Linked DNA regions of Anas platyrhynchos: region 1 is linked to region 2. The links are chromatin contacts, called in public Hi-C maps. All regions are on one chromosome and are shown on one strand. The core of a region is the stretch at or near the end of the contact, and the rest is flanking DNA. Distances in the headings are between cores, read along the strand shown. Region 1 overlaps LOC101801630 (a long non-coding RNA gene). Region 2 overlaps LOC140002193 (a long non-coding RNA gene).

Region 1 (7,174 bases), core at 2,393-4,892, 43 kb before region 2:
CCACTCATATTGTTGGAGTCAGAGTGTCATATAGGTGTCCTGAATATTTCTTATTTATGTTCTGCATAAGATAATCCAATCCACCAGTTGTTTGTTGGTGGCTTTAAAATGAATTTGAGTAATTCATTCTGCTAAGGGGGTTGGTCCTTCCTTCTTCCTGTGCTGGACTTGCCCTACTCACTACAGGCATACAATAAGAAGACTTCTCTGCAACAGATGTTTACAATACATGTGGTAAATAATGGATTTCAATTGTTTATTCAAAGTAAAAAAGACTTTGCAGACCTACCCGCTTTGCATGGCTGGCGTCAGCCTCCCCACACACAGAGTCTCCTAGTTTCCAGGAAGAAGCCCAGGGCATCCTCCTCTCTTGTAAAATGTTTCTGCCAGAAGCACTTTAAAAATGCCTAGCAAAGAGAAACATGCAAAATGAAGCATTTCAAAGGAGGAGGGAAATAGAGAAGAGGGGAAAAATAAAGCCCTGCAGGAAAAGACTTCAATTTGTCTATTGATGCCAGTTGATAAGGCATTTAGTGTCCAGTAAATGGCCACTCCCACATAGAATTTATCTTGAGAATTAATAAACATTTATATGAAAGTTAAAGCTGTACCTTTTAAAGTTCTGCTCTAGGGATTCAACTCTGTTCACTTTGTACTAAAGTATCAAAGAGATAGTCCATGTCATAAAAAGCTTAACATCTGAAAGATGTAAAGAGACAAAGGGTGGGTTCATTCCTTTGAATTTCTCTTTTTTAATTCTGGGAGAGAAACCACTGCACAGGAGTAGCTAGTCTGGAGACATGCTCATGACTGTTTCTTGGGTTTTGGTGTGTTTAAAGCATCTTCCCATTATCACTGTGCCCAAATATTTGTGGTATTTTTGACTTAATTGAATTGACAGCTAGAGATATGCTGGTCAGCAGCGAAAAAATAAGTTACCTCTCCCACACCTGTTTTATGATAACATTTGTATCTGGAAGCTATTTTTCCACTTCTAAGTTAGAACTACAAGGACATGGCCATAATGATACCAAGCACTGTTACCTTCTAATTTTGAAGGTCCTGGCTATGGGAGCGGAATTCCTAACCTTTCCTGAGACATACATTCCCAGTGCAGCAAACAGGGAGTTTAGAGATGGAAAGACTGGACACGCAACACCATAGCCTGGATGAAGAGATGTCATTACTCCTACTTCAGCAAAATACTAACAGTTAAAGCAGTCATCCAGGAGACAGAGTCAAGTCCCCTCTTGAGGAAGAGGGGAGCAGGGTCCTCTCTGTGAGAACATCCCCTGATGTGAGAACATCCTCAGAGGATGGTCTATGGCAAGAAAAGTGGTAAGGTGAAGGGTCTCTTATTCAAGACTAGGCACTAAGAGCAAGCTCACAAGAAGAGAGCAATCTGAAGGAACCTAACTACCTCACCAATGAGGCAGATGCAAAGATGCTCATTTTATTCACAAGGCCTCAATATCTTCTTGGAGTTGGATTTAGCCTGTATTTATTCATATCCTATCATTAATGCAAAACTTGGGATGCTCCCTTTCATACTTGGATAAGTTTCTCTCTGAGCTCTGGCACAATCTTAAACTGGTCTTAGCTTTTCCTTCTTTTGCATATTGTTGACTGTTGACATCAATGTGGTGATCTCATATTCTTCCAATAGTATCCTAATTGTGAACACCATAAAGAAGTATTATGTCCATGGGAAAAACAAACAAACAAACAAACAAACAAGCAAGCATCTTAGTTCTGTCTTTTAAACAATTTAGCAAGCAAGAAGCCACAAACAGTAAGAGACCCATCATGAGAGACCATACATGAAACCTTTCATAAATCTGGAACCCCACTGGGTGCTTTCACAAGGTTTAGCATTCACACAGCAATGCTAATGCCCTACAATCACTTTGAAAAATCACCTTTTTATCCATGTCTCAGATATTCCTTCCCCAAAGTTCGAGAGGATGGATGAACCTTGCAGGATTTCCAGAAAGACAGCCAGTCTAGGTACCATCAGAAAGTGACTCACATGACATTTGAATTTTCTTTTCTTGCCACTAAGACACAACTTTCTTTTACCCATAAAAAGCTTGCCTGAGCCATTTCACTGTAGCTAACTGCAGTGTCTCAAGGAAAGCAAAGCAGTCTCTGGGCCCACAGTATTCAATGCTGTAGTGTTAGAAGATAGCCTTTTAAGCCCAAAACAGAAACTAATTAGAAATCAGCGCAGGTTAGTGCTGAATGTTGGCCTAATATTCTCTTATCCCGAACCAAGGGTCTGAAATCAGACATATTCTGCACTAATTAGAGTGCCTGAATGGTCCCAACATGTATCTTGCCACAGGAGCTCCCAAAAGTTTCCTTAAAATACCAACATCACCAACAGCAGGAAAATGAAAAGCAGCAAAACTGCTCCTAGGCGAGCCCAGGGGAGCAATATGAGTTGCTCAGCTGTGGAGCAGTACTTGTACATCCCTGTGAAATAGCTGACACAACAGGCCATTTGGGAGCCCTTCCTTAATGGATATGACAGCGCGTTGCAATAGGGAGCTGCAAAGGTCTAGGGGTCTTGCAGAAGACTAGTGAACAGTGTCCCTCATCCAGATACAGTCTTGGAAAGCCATGGGCACAAGAACAAGTAGCTGAAGGGAAGCTAAAGCTGTTTCACTGAAGAGTTGTGTTGCATACTCAATTTAGCTGAATCAGGCCATCATATGATTATTGGAAGCAGCCACAGTCTGGGAACAGAAGACAGAAAAATGTATTTTGTCAAATAGGTACCACTGGAAGAAAAAATAATTCAACTACATTTCAAAAATCAGGTTAAAATAGGCTGTCTTTATTTTCACAATTATATTTGATGTGCTCACAATATTTTGAATACCTTATTTGAGTATGTTTTTATGTTCCATTATGAAGTCAATATATCTGAATGAATCACTAAATTTAACATGTTAATATTTCATAAACTTTATCTGACACTGTACAGCAACCTTCCAGCATTACTGACAGAAATTATTGTTACCTTGGCAAACACATTAGCATTTCAGAAAACAACCGCAACAACAACAAAAACAGTTTCTCCTCAATGAAATGCTAAGAATTTCAATGACATGGAAAGTTTCAGTGTGGTGGGGTTTCATCCCAGTTCAGAATGAAAGCAAATGTCAGATCAGTGAGTTTTCTCATGGAACAGGAGTGCCGTTCTGGACTGGCTCTCTTGATTGTAATCTGGAATGGCCCTTATGCTGAGAAAGTGTTGGAAGGTCAGTGAGTGCATCTGTGGTAGAGCACAACCAGTGACGCCTTTCTTTTTGAAAACAGCAATGCGGCCAGCTAACCAGCTGACAAGCAGAAGTAAACAGCTGCTTCCTGAAAAGGGGGGAGAGAGGATCAGAGAAAAGGGACATGAGATCGACATGTTGAAGCATCCTGAGTCAGCAGGTGAGGTGACAAAGTTTGCTCCTGTCCCCAGAGCCACATGAGACTCCAGAAGTGCTGACCTGGGCTTACCACTGGCTGAGCACCCATGCAGCTGGGGGACAGAGGCTGGATGCACTTTGCAGCCACAGAGAACCCACGGTGTCCCTGCTGACGCAGGGCCCTTTTAGACAAGAATCATAGGAAACAGGCAGCCGGGAAGCAACAAGTACAGCTTGCAGCAGTGTCAGCCCCAGCTGAACTGCTGCTTATGCTGCCAGCAGCCAGCAGACCCCATTGGAGTCTCGCAGGTGCCCCTGTGGGCGCGAGGGTGGCAGGCGATGACAGCCCCATTAGCCAGCCTCCGGGGTGCTGCTGCTGGCAGCGGACTGTGCAGTGCTACACCATGCTGGGGGCAGCCTGCAGGGAGCTGGGTGCCTCTCTGCACTCCTGTGAAAGCTCACAGATGTGAGCAAAGACTTCCTTCCAGCACAGGTATTCCCAGAAATGGTCTGTATTCCAGCTCACATGCACTTTGACTCCTTAATCATAAAACCAACACTTCTTGTTTAATGTTTTCTATCAAAAAAAGAGTGGCTCACCTATGCAGATGCTAGTGTTGCTTTCCCCTATTTTCTGAAACATTTCAAGCTTTTGATTTTGAAGGAAGAGGAAAATGTTTTTTGGCTCAGAGAAACTACGTTGTTTGCTCTACAGGCAAACTTAAATAGCTCCTGAGTAGGAGCACAGGACAGATGCCCTATGTCTATCAAAATATGCTATTCATTCTCCTTCCCATCCAGCTTGTGTCTGTGGTGCAGGTTTACTCAAGTCATCTTAATTCTGTCACTCACAAGCTACAATTACACTGTGCCTCACAGAGCCTCCTGTCTGAAATGGGACTCTAAAGCATGAAGAAAAGCCTCCTCTCCTCTCCTCTCCTCTCCTCTCCTCTCCTCTCCTCTCCTCTCCTCTCCTCTCCTCTCCTCTCCTCTCCTCTCCTCTCCTCTCCTCTCCTCTCCTCTCCTCTCCTCTCCTCTCCTCTCCTCTCCTCTCCTCTCCTCTCCTCTCCTCTCCTCTCCTCTCCTCTCCTCTCCTCTCCTCTCCTCTCCTCTCCTCTCCTCTCCTCTCCTCTCCTCTCCTCTCCTCTCCTCTCCTCTCCTCTCCTCTCCTCTCCTCTCCTCTCCTCTCCTCTCCTCTCCTCTCCTCTCCTCTCCTCTCCTCTCCTCTCCTCTCCTCTCCTCTCCTCTCCTCTCCTCTCCTCTCCTCTCCTCTCCTCTCCTCTCCTCTCCTCTCCTCTCCTCTCCTCTCCTCTCCTCTCCTCTCCTCTCCTCTCCTCTCCTCTCCTCTCCTCTCCTCTCCTCTCCTCTCCTCTCCTCTCCTCTCCTCTCCTCTCCTCTCCTCTCCTCTCCTCTCCTCTCCTCTCCTCTCCTCTCCTCTCCTCTCCTCTCCTCTCCTCTCCTCTCCTCTCCTCTCCTCTCCTCTCCTCTCCTCTCCTCTCCTCATTTATATCTCCTTGTTTTCTTAGTTACAAACCAATAACTTTTGGCCTGGATGCTTAACATGACCTTAATTACAAATTGTTATACTCTTCTTCCTGTGGCACAGAAAAACTTTCTCAAGAAGTCCTGGCTGTTGTGGTAACAGAAGTTTCCTAGGAAATCCCAGACAATGCTGAATCACACGCAAAATCACAGAATGGTTTGCATTGGCAGGAACCTCTGGAGGCCATCTGGTCCAACCCCCAGCGCAAGTATGGACATCAAGAGCCCAGGACCACGTTCAGGTGGCTTTTGGAGATCTCCAAGGAGGGAGGTTCCAAAACCTCTCTGGGTAACCTGTGCCAGTGCTCACTCACCCATACAGAGGGGTGTTCTTCCCCTTTCTTCTCAATGAAGCTGTTATTAAGTCACTGAGGAGGTTTTTCTTTTTTCTCTTTTCACAGAATATGTTCAAGGGAAGAACATTTTCCAACCTCACACCCACAGCATTTCTCATCTTCTGGGCCTGATGTGGAGTAGGGATCTTACAGTCCATAAATAAAACTATAAAAAGCCAACTTGCTTTGAGATAACACTTTACTGACTCTGTGTGACAAGATTTAGAGGACATACCACACTGCCAAGTGTGTCCATGGGGCTCAGGAGAATGTGATAAGACTGTTGCTACCTGGGATTCTCACAACATCTTGAAATTAATAGAAAGCTCCAATGTTTGTCTGTGTGAAAGGGACGTGAAGCAAACCAACAGCTGTGGTAAGGGGAAGGATGAGAGATAGTTGAAGAAGGGCTTCAGATAATCATCTGTGTCTTGATTTTGTTCTCTGGGTTGCAGTAGTGGCACACGCAGACACCTTACTGCTGGCCTGTGCTGCTCTGAATGTTGTCACGTTGAGTTGGTACTCAGAATATGCCAAAGACAGCCTTGCTCTGTGGTTCCCTAAGGAGTTTTCCAAAGAAGCCACAAGATGAATATGTCCCTCAAGGTCTATGGAAACCCTCACAGGGAACTGAGAGGCACAGATGTGTCAGTAATATCAGGTATCTGCCACTGCAGATGTCCTCCTGGACTCCCTGCCATATGTTTTTACCATTATATGATTTCCTCCTCTCATTCCTGTAGCCGTAACTCATTTTTCTGTATGATGCCTAAAACCTGTTTGTTTTTTTGTTTGTTTGTTTGTTTTTTTTTAATGCAGAAACACCCGATGCTGTGCTGCAAACAGCTCAGAAGCAGGTACAGGTCACATTGAAGTAAGAAGCAAACCTCTCCGAGAGCAGCCAAAGCTGCCTTGGCATATCAGTGCCAAGATGCTCTCTCACCCCCACCTGATTCCTGCATGGTGCCCACGTGTGATGACACCTGCTCACACGACACCATTTCCTCCCATTTCCTCAACATGCAGCTTGCCTGGCATGTGCCGGCTGGCTTTGGTGCGCAGCAGGGTGCTGCAGGCCTGTTTCTCCAGGGCTGCCAAGAGGCTTGCAGAAAGGCCCTGGCTCAGTGCTCTCGCCGGCTGTGCTCCCTGGTTACATGGGCCAGCCTGCTGGTCTCAGAAAAACCACCAATCCCCAAGCACTGTCGTGCTTCAAACCTGGATGAGGACGTGGGCCAGGGCATGGGGAAATATCACTGGACCCCAGCCAGTGCCTGAGGATTTTCACTTGACTTGCAGGAATGCAAAATAACACCGGCAAAGACTAGCTATGGTGCCAGGTCAGGCCTCTTCTATCTCCTTTGTATTTATAACTGTAATGTGAACTGTCATGGGGCTCACTTATATATGACTTTTAGAAGGCAGCTTACAGATCAGCTCTGCCTTAGAAGTCCATGTTTTTATAAGACCTTATTCTAAAGATCTTTCTCCTCTCCCTGAATACGAGGCAAACCACTATAAGACAGGTAATTTCTGTGCAGAGCAGTGTGCTTTGAGCCAGTGCTATAAAGCAATTGGGTCTGTTTTATCTGTTGTTACCTTAATAGGAATCATTTCATTTCTCATTTTTGAGGAGAGGAAGGGAGAGGAAGGAAGGAAGAAAATGAGTTGCCTCTGTAATTCACCTCCCCTGACAAAGCTGGTAGTGCCTTGCTATTCCTCAGAAAATGAAAAAAAAAAAAATATCCAAAGGAATGATGTAAAGACTTTATCATTTTGGCTGGCTGGTATGTCCAATTGCAGCTTTCAGTAAATAAAAATGGAAAAACAAGCTCAGCTCCAGGCTGAACAGTAAACACAGAGGCAGTCTGGTTTATG
Region 2 (6,839 bases), core at 3,296-5,795:
CTCCTGATGCATTTCCTCTGTTTGTTCCAGAGGGATGGATGGCAGCACCTTGAAGCAGACACACATTGTACTAACTGGTGGGCATTATTCTGGACATCGGAAATCAGTAGTCCTGAGCAACAGCAGTATCCTCAGGAGCCTCTGATAAGTGGATGACATTTGGAGGTACCTCCTCCTTCTCCTTCCCTCTCCACATGAATAGTGTGCTTGTTATAGAAGGGTTTAAAAGCATTTCACATCTAACAGTGAACACGGTATGCGCTTTGTTTGTCAGAGTTTCTCTCAATGAGGAAAGGCAATGTATACTTAAAACGCTAGAGTTTAAACTCTGGAAAGCTGTATAGTAAATGGGAATTGTTACACACCAATGCTTCACCATATTTGTTGGAGATTGGGTTAAACAAGAAATAGAGTTGAAGACATTGTCACTAAGAGATTGTCACTTCAGCCATGCACTACGATGCTGTGAAAGCAAGCCACAGAGCCCAACAGTGTCATATGGCTATGAATTGGACTTCTACTTCAGGATGTCTTTTTGCAGGACTCTTTGTGGTTTGAAAAGTCTTGCAATTAACCTGAAGAGAAGCTCTTCAGCAGAGATGTAGGCCAAGGCTGGTTGCAAGTACAAGTATCATATGAGACTGCCGTGTTGGCAAGGAGAAAATTAAGCATGGTATTATGCGGATGAAATGTAGCCTTTTCTGAAGAGTAAATGTTCTCACCAATCCCATAGAATAACTTAACTTTTTTGCTATAAGGTACTTTGGAAAGAGATAGACATGTGGTTTACTTATTTGGCATCTCCATACCAGAAATATTTCAGGAAGGCTCAAATGAGATGAGATTGGTAGGAAGAAACTGGAAATAACCAGTCTTTCACAAACTAATTACTGAGCATTAGGCCTGATCCCAGCTCATAGATCACAAGCATGTTTTGGTACACTACTTAATCTCCCTGAGAGGCTTATAGGGGGAAGAAAAATGCCAGACCAAAAATTCATTGTGTTTATGTGGGGATGGGTGATGTGTTGCATGGGAGGAGGAAATTATTACAAAAAATAACATCATCACCTCAAAGTCCACTTTGGAAACAAAACCTATCTTTAAATTTTCATATCTACAAGTATTACCACTGGATCCCCTGTGCACCACCTTTAAAAACACTCTAAAAAAAGATCCTTACTCCCATCTGCCTCTAATGAGTAAGTGCCATCCAGTCTGAAAGAAAGAAGAATGCTTTTTTTTTTTTTTTCCTCTTGATTGCTTCTCTGTCCAGACTGAAACATCATGAGGCTGAGCTGGGGAGGGGGACATGGCAGACAGGGCAGGCAAAGCAGGCATGCAAGAGGGCAGACTGCCTGCCCCATGATAATATTGAAGAACCACTGGAATCAGAAGTTCAGGCAAAGGCAGACTGAAAGAGAAATCACTTTGAAGAATATAACATGCAAAACTATTGAAAAAGGGTGGAAATTATTTTTTATAATGATCCATATTTTTGTTGTTGTTGTCCTTACTGAAACAGTTCAGGTGAGCTAAACAAAAGGCAGCAGGATATGCACTAGAGCAATGAGAAAAATGACAATTTATTTCAACATTAATTTACTGTAGCAACTCATCCCCATGACCATGAAATCTTTGATAAAATGCTAGGAAAAAATATGGCCTGTGAGAACATTGGTAATAATGCTGAGGATTACAGTGGTGCCTAAAGACTTCAGTCAAGTTAGGCCTATGCTGTGTTTAATGTTGTACAAGTACATAGTGCCTGTTCAAGAATATAGGCTGTAGAGAAATCTACCATAGAGCACCTTTAAAGCTTCAGCATAACAGTCATCTCAAACAACCGTTTGTTGAACAACTAAACATGATAGCCACTACTAGGTAGACTTACATATGGTGTCACCTTTACTGTGACATCTATTCAACACATTTTCCTTGTCTGACACTTGGGTACATTGAAGAGCAATGACTCACACAGCGAGTTTCAGAATGAACTGATGGACCTGAAAATGGACAGGGTGAATTTGCCTCTTGATCTGTGTTGACTGAAGAGGGATCCTGGCTGAGGCTGAAGCCATTCACCTAACTTCAGTTAATTAAAGCTAGGTGAAATAAATTCTAGCCCTAGTGTCTTTCACCTGAACAACAGTCAAATTGGAAATGACATTACAGTTGTGATGAATTGAATATAAGAGAAAACAAACCTTTATCTTGATAAACTTTTTAGATTAAGACGTCCCTTTGCAAGTTATATGCTGCTGAAATGTACTGCTCCCACACTAGAGAAATCAAGGGAGATAATCAGAAAAAAAGTGCACAGTAAAGAGTATGTTAGTATGACTATCTTTTCAAAGTAGTACATCTCTTTAACTTAAGTACTAGTTAGAAAGCAGTCTTGTCACTTCCAGAGATATCTAATTTTTTTTTTTCTGTTTCTCAGATTCTCTGTGTTGAAAGAAAGCTCTTTGTATTACAAAGATGAAGAACTCAGAGATATTTAATTTAATAATACTTTGATTCCTGACTCTATACAGGGACTTTTCATTACTTTCAATGCATCTCTGAAGAGACATTTGCTTAAATTCAAATTCCATTCCTCTGGAAGTGAGTGATTGACAGATTTACACTAGCACTTAAGAGTGTACCTGAAACAGAGGGAGAGTCAGCAGAGTAAGGGGAGATGTCCTGGGAATGATTTAAAGGGAGAACATGGAGGTGCATAATCTCTTATGTCAGTTGTCATATTTATTTATGCAGTTCCAGCTTTAGCCACCCTCCCACAAGCTTGCTGGGACTCAACAGCTGTTTCTACTTGCTTTCACTTAACATGATACTTTAAAGTACGGTGGAAATTAAATCAAGCAACCATCACAAATGAGAGCTGCTTACTAACCAAAAGCCTAAACTGACAAATACAGTAGCAAAAGAATAAACGTGATATCATGACTTCTGGTACTATTTGTATTCTTTCTCTTTTTCCACAGAGAACTGCCTACAGCTTTAGTCAGACAGTATGTTGAGAAAAGTCTCATCAGCCAGGCACTATTATCCCGTGGTCTCTCTTTTCCTTTAGCTGATATCAGTCTGAGTCACTTCATGTAAAATTCAGTGATTAAGGACCACATTTCATCGATATGTATCTCAACCGCTTGCCACACTGTGGTATCTTTAGAAACTGGTGACAGCATCAGAGACCATCAGGTAGCAGAAGGTCTGTAAAGCACTGTGGTGGGGCAGCAGGGTCACAGCATCTCTCACTCACCCTGGGCTGGGCAGGCAGTGTGGAAACAGTATAATACCAAATGGGGGTGGCACTAGATGAAGTGTGTCAGCACAATTGTAGATTAAATATTATACATTTAAAACAGATCAAGTCCCTAGCTGCCTCCACAGGCATGCAAATCCAATATTAAAATCTGAAAAACATTAGCTTTGCTGTTGTTTAAGACTGGAGGTGCCCAAATTTGGCATGATCATTCCTCGTTGGGGCACGAGCCAAAACTGCTGGGCGGTGTGGCTGAGCACAGCAGCACACAGCTGAGCTCCCAGGAGGAGGCAGACACCACACAGCTAGTCTCACTCTCCTCTGCAGCATTTCCAAACAGGTAACTTGACTGTGCAGCTTTGCTGTCCCCCCCGGTTGCCACACTGGAAGAAAGTAGTGGAGGAAACTTCAACCAACATTTCAGTGTCCTCTCCCTTTCTGTCCTTCCCCTTTTACCTCTGCTCTGTGCTCCCACATATCTTTGGAAAGGGACAGTTTTCCTGTCTGATTCAACAAGATTTACAGACACTTCCCACTGGGCTGTTGTGTTTGCGTTTGTCTTTTTATCTCCGTGCATTCTGAATATATTGGTTTAACAAAATTGATGGTGTGCAACTAAGCCTACAATTTCTGTTACACTCCATGAGGCTGTTTTTATGCTTCATTATGTTCCCTGCATACCTACCCCTGAGTCAGTAAAGGCAGAAGCTTTTCATCACAGTATGCTTTTGTTAAGGAGCTCATCCTCAGATTGACAGCATGTTCCATCTAACATTAATTTAGCATCTAACTCATCAATAAGACCTGACTGCTACAACAAAAGGCTGGAAGGAAAATCAACATTAAAAGCACCTAGAATAAAAACTCTATGTTAAACTGGGATACCTGGGAATAAGCCCACAGAATCAACGAGAAATAAAAAGTCAGACTCTGGGTGCTCCGAAGCTGTTTAGCAGTGAACCTCACCCCAAAAGTGCCTTCTGGGCTGGCCCTGTGGCCTTGAGTCCTGTGTCCCTTGGGAGCTGCAGCGCAGGAACAGAATGGCCCCTCTGGGTCCCTGCCTGCTCGCTCCTGTGACGCACACAGCCGGCAGCAGCAGGCAAAGGGGTGAAGTTGATAGAGTCCAAAGAAGCCTCGGGAGCTTTGCTTTTTGTACAAAAAAAGGACAGAAAAAAATAGAGGCAGGGGTTTGAAGTCCCTAATCAGTAGTGATTGCTTCCTGTGCAGAAGTCAGCTGTTTCCATACAATAGCCAAGCTGTTCAGTCTCTAGGCGCCATCCCAAGGTCATCACTTTTCTATTGTTGTTCCCCACCCCCATGGAAAATTCCTGTGCTCTTTTATGTATATAATGCTTTTTTTTTTTTTTTTTTTTTTTTTTTTAACCTTGGAAAACTCACGCCTGCCTCTCGTGGTTGTGGAAGTGTTCAGCACTAGGCAATGACCTGAACTTGGCTAACTTGGCTTTTCAGGGCTTTTCCTTCTCTCCACATCATCAGTGCCTGTGCTTGATGTGCATCTTATCTTCACATTTTCTTAAGGCTTTTAAGCCTAATACTGATCTGCACTGTGTTATGTGGAGGATGAAAGCCAAATACAAATATGACATATTTTTTTCCTACTTGCTTTTCTAGGAATTCACATGTCATTGCCCTCTGAGACAGTGAGAAACAAGGCCACGTCAGTTCCTAGATATTGTTCCTTTATGAAATATTTATTTACTGACACACAAACTTTACTCTTTTACAGCTATCTAATGGAAAGGCTATGTAAAGAAGTATTTTGTTTTAAAAAAATTTTTAAGCCATCATTGCATTGGTTTATTTTGAGACCTGCTGAGCAAAATTCCTGAATCTTCGCAATTCGGATATCCTAAATGGGTAAATATTCATTCTGGGCATCTTCTCTGTTTTTCCTAAATTCTTCAAAATCCCTTTTATGGGGCTAGACCTGATCATGGGCAACACTAAATAAATTATAAAACAAAACAAAACAGCTTTTTTCTATTGCAGCTGACATCATTTAGGCAAGGAGGTTTAATGCTTTGTAGGTTTGATGCCACCTATAGCCCAGACTGTAGTTTTCAGCAGCTTCGATGAATTTCATGTGAATCTTTCTGGGATGATGTGGTTTACTGAGTGGAACTGGAAAAAAAGAATGTGGATTTCAGGAAGAGCTTATCCACTATCATGGTGTTCAGGAATGGAAGATGGGAGCACTATAGTAACATACCAACATCAGGATTCCAGCACATGATGGTGGCCTCTCAATTCACTGGTGACTGTGGTCTCACAACTTTATCTCTGGTGTCACTTACTGTTAATGAAACAGTTGTGATTCTGAAGCAAGCAAGGTTTAGCCAAGCAGTGCCCTCCTCTGTTTTCAGCTTTGGGACTGGGGGGTGGGGGGGGTGTGAAGGCAGGGGGGCACTTGCCTGGGTATGCAGACTATTTGAATCTTAATTTCTCTCTTGGTGATTTTTGGGTAGCATTTGCTTCTTAAGTTCCCAGGGGCACAGAAATCTGCTGCTCAGCTGCCAGCCAAATTCATGAATATCTGTGCCTCTCAGAATCCTCCTGAAAAACGTATGACCAAACAAGATCCACAGTTCTGTTGGGAATAATCTCTATTAAACCACTTACATGTGAAGGTTTCTTCAAAGTTCTATGGGCTCTGATTCTTTCTTTTCCAGTACATTATTCCTCTGTGATAGTTACTTTGGGGCTATTTCTAGCTACTGAGTAGATTGTCATTCTACCATTAGGCAAGATACCACAAAAACCCTCTCAGATGACTGTGTCATTTGAAAATCCTGTGTGAGTAACTGCTTAACGTGAAACCAGTGTACTATATATAAGACATAAAGTAAATTATGTTTTGTAGCCTCTGTGAATAGATTTTTATAAGTTTTTAAAAATATATATGTTGTTTTGATTATAAACCCATGATTTGTCATGTTAGCAGAGATTCCAAGTGACGGGTAGAAACTTAAGCACAAAAGGCTTTTACATATGGCATTTGTACACTTTTCTTTTACTCTTTTCCCGGTGGCTGTTGCTACAGCATTATGTGAAGTGCCAATGGGATTGTATCATTATGTTGCTATATTGGCATCTATTTCTACTACACAGAGCATTTAATTAAAGTCCCTTTTTCAGATTTATCCTAAAACTTTAACTACAGAAACCTTTTCCTTTTCAAGGATGATTTTTCATGTCTAATATTTACTGCCACAGCAAGATATCCACACATTTTCTTCGAAATGTGGTATTCTTTTATGTGACCACAGAATATCTGCATGGGTATAGTTTACTTGTTACTGTTTTCCAGAAACTGTTAAGTTCTTGGTTGCCCACAATAAGGTTTAATACAGTTTTCTCTACAGCCCCTGTAGTAATGGCACAGAGCATAATAGTTCTTAATAATGCAGTCCTAGCTTTCAAATAACAATATCACAGCACTACTTTGACATTAATTCTTAATGAGGAGGCAGGGAAAAAAAAAAAAAAAAAAAAAAAGTGAATGTACATACTTAAACACTTCAGTGCAAAAGGATTAAAAAACAAACAAACA

Evidence for each region. Hi-C and Micro-C count contacts between places; a contact is called where the count stands out from the background.
Region 1: a contact with region 2 is called in a Hi-C map of skeletal muscle, with 1.6 times the contacts expected there. The contact joins two enhancer-like sites. A contact is called at or near these places in 3 of 8 Hi-C or Micro-C datasets (F5 follicle, skeletal muscle and small yellow follicle).

The regions. Positions count from the first base shown.
Region 1 is chr3:61,661,344-61,668,517 of IASCAAS_PekinDuck_T2T, reverse strand. LOC101801630 (a long non-coding RNA gene) reads left to right here. Exons shown (of 5, transcript XR_011807857.1): 3 at 3,325-3,444; 4 at 5,136-5,253; 5 at 5,366-6,167. Among named protein-coding and RNA genes, the nearest start is that of SGK1, 160 kb to the left of the region's middle. Within about 2 kb of position 3,642, at least 2 of the 8 cell types and tissues checked have an H3K27ac peak or open chromatin away from gene starts, as enhancers often do.
Region 2 is chr3:61,620,002-61,626,840 of IASCAAS_PekinDuck_T2T, reverse strand. LOC140002193 (a long non-coding RNA gene) reads left to right here. Exons shown (of 3, transcript XR_011808366.1): 1 at 1-3,608. Among named protein-coding and RNA genes, the nearest start is that of ALDH8A1, 190 kb to the right of the region's middle. Within about 2 kb of position 4,545, at least 6 of the 8 cell types and tissues checked have an H3K27ac peak or open chromatin away from gene starts, as enhancers often do.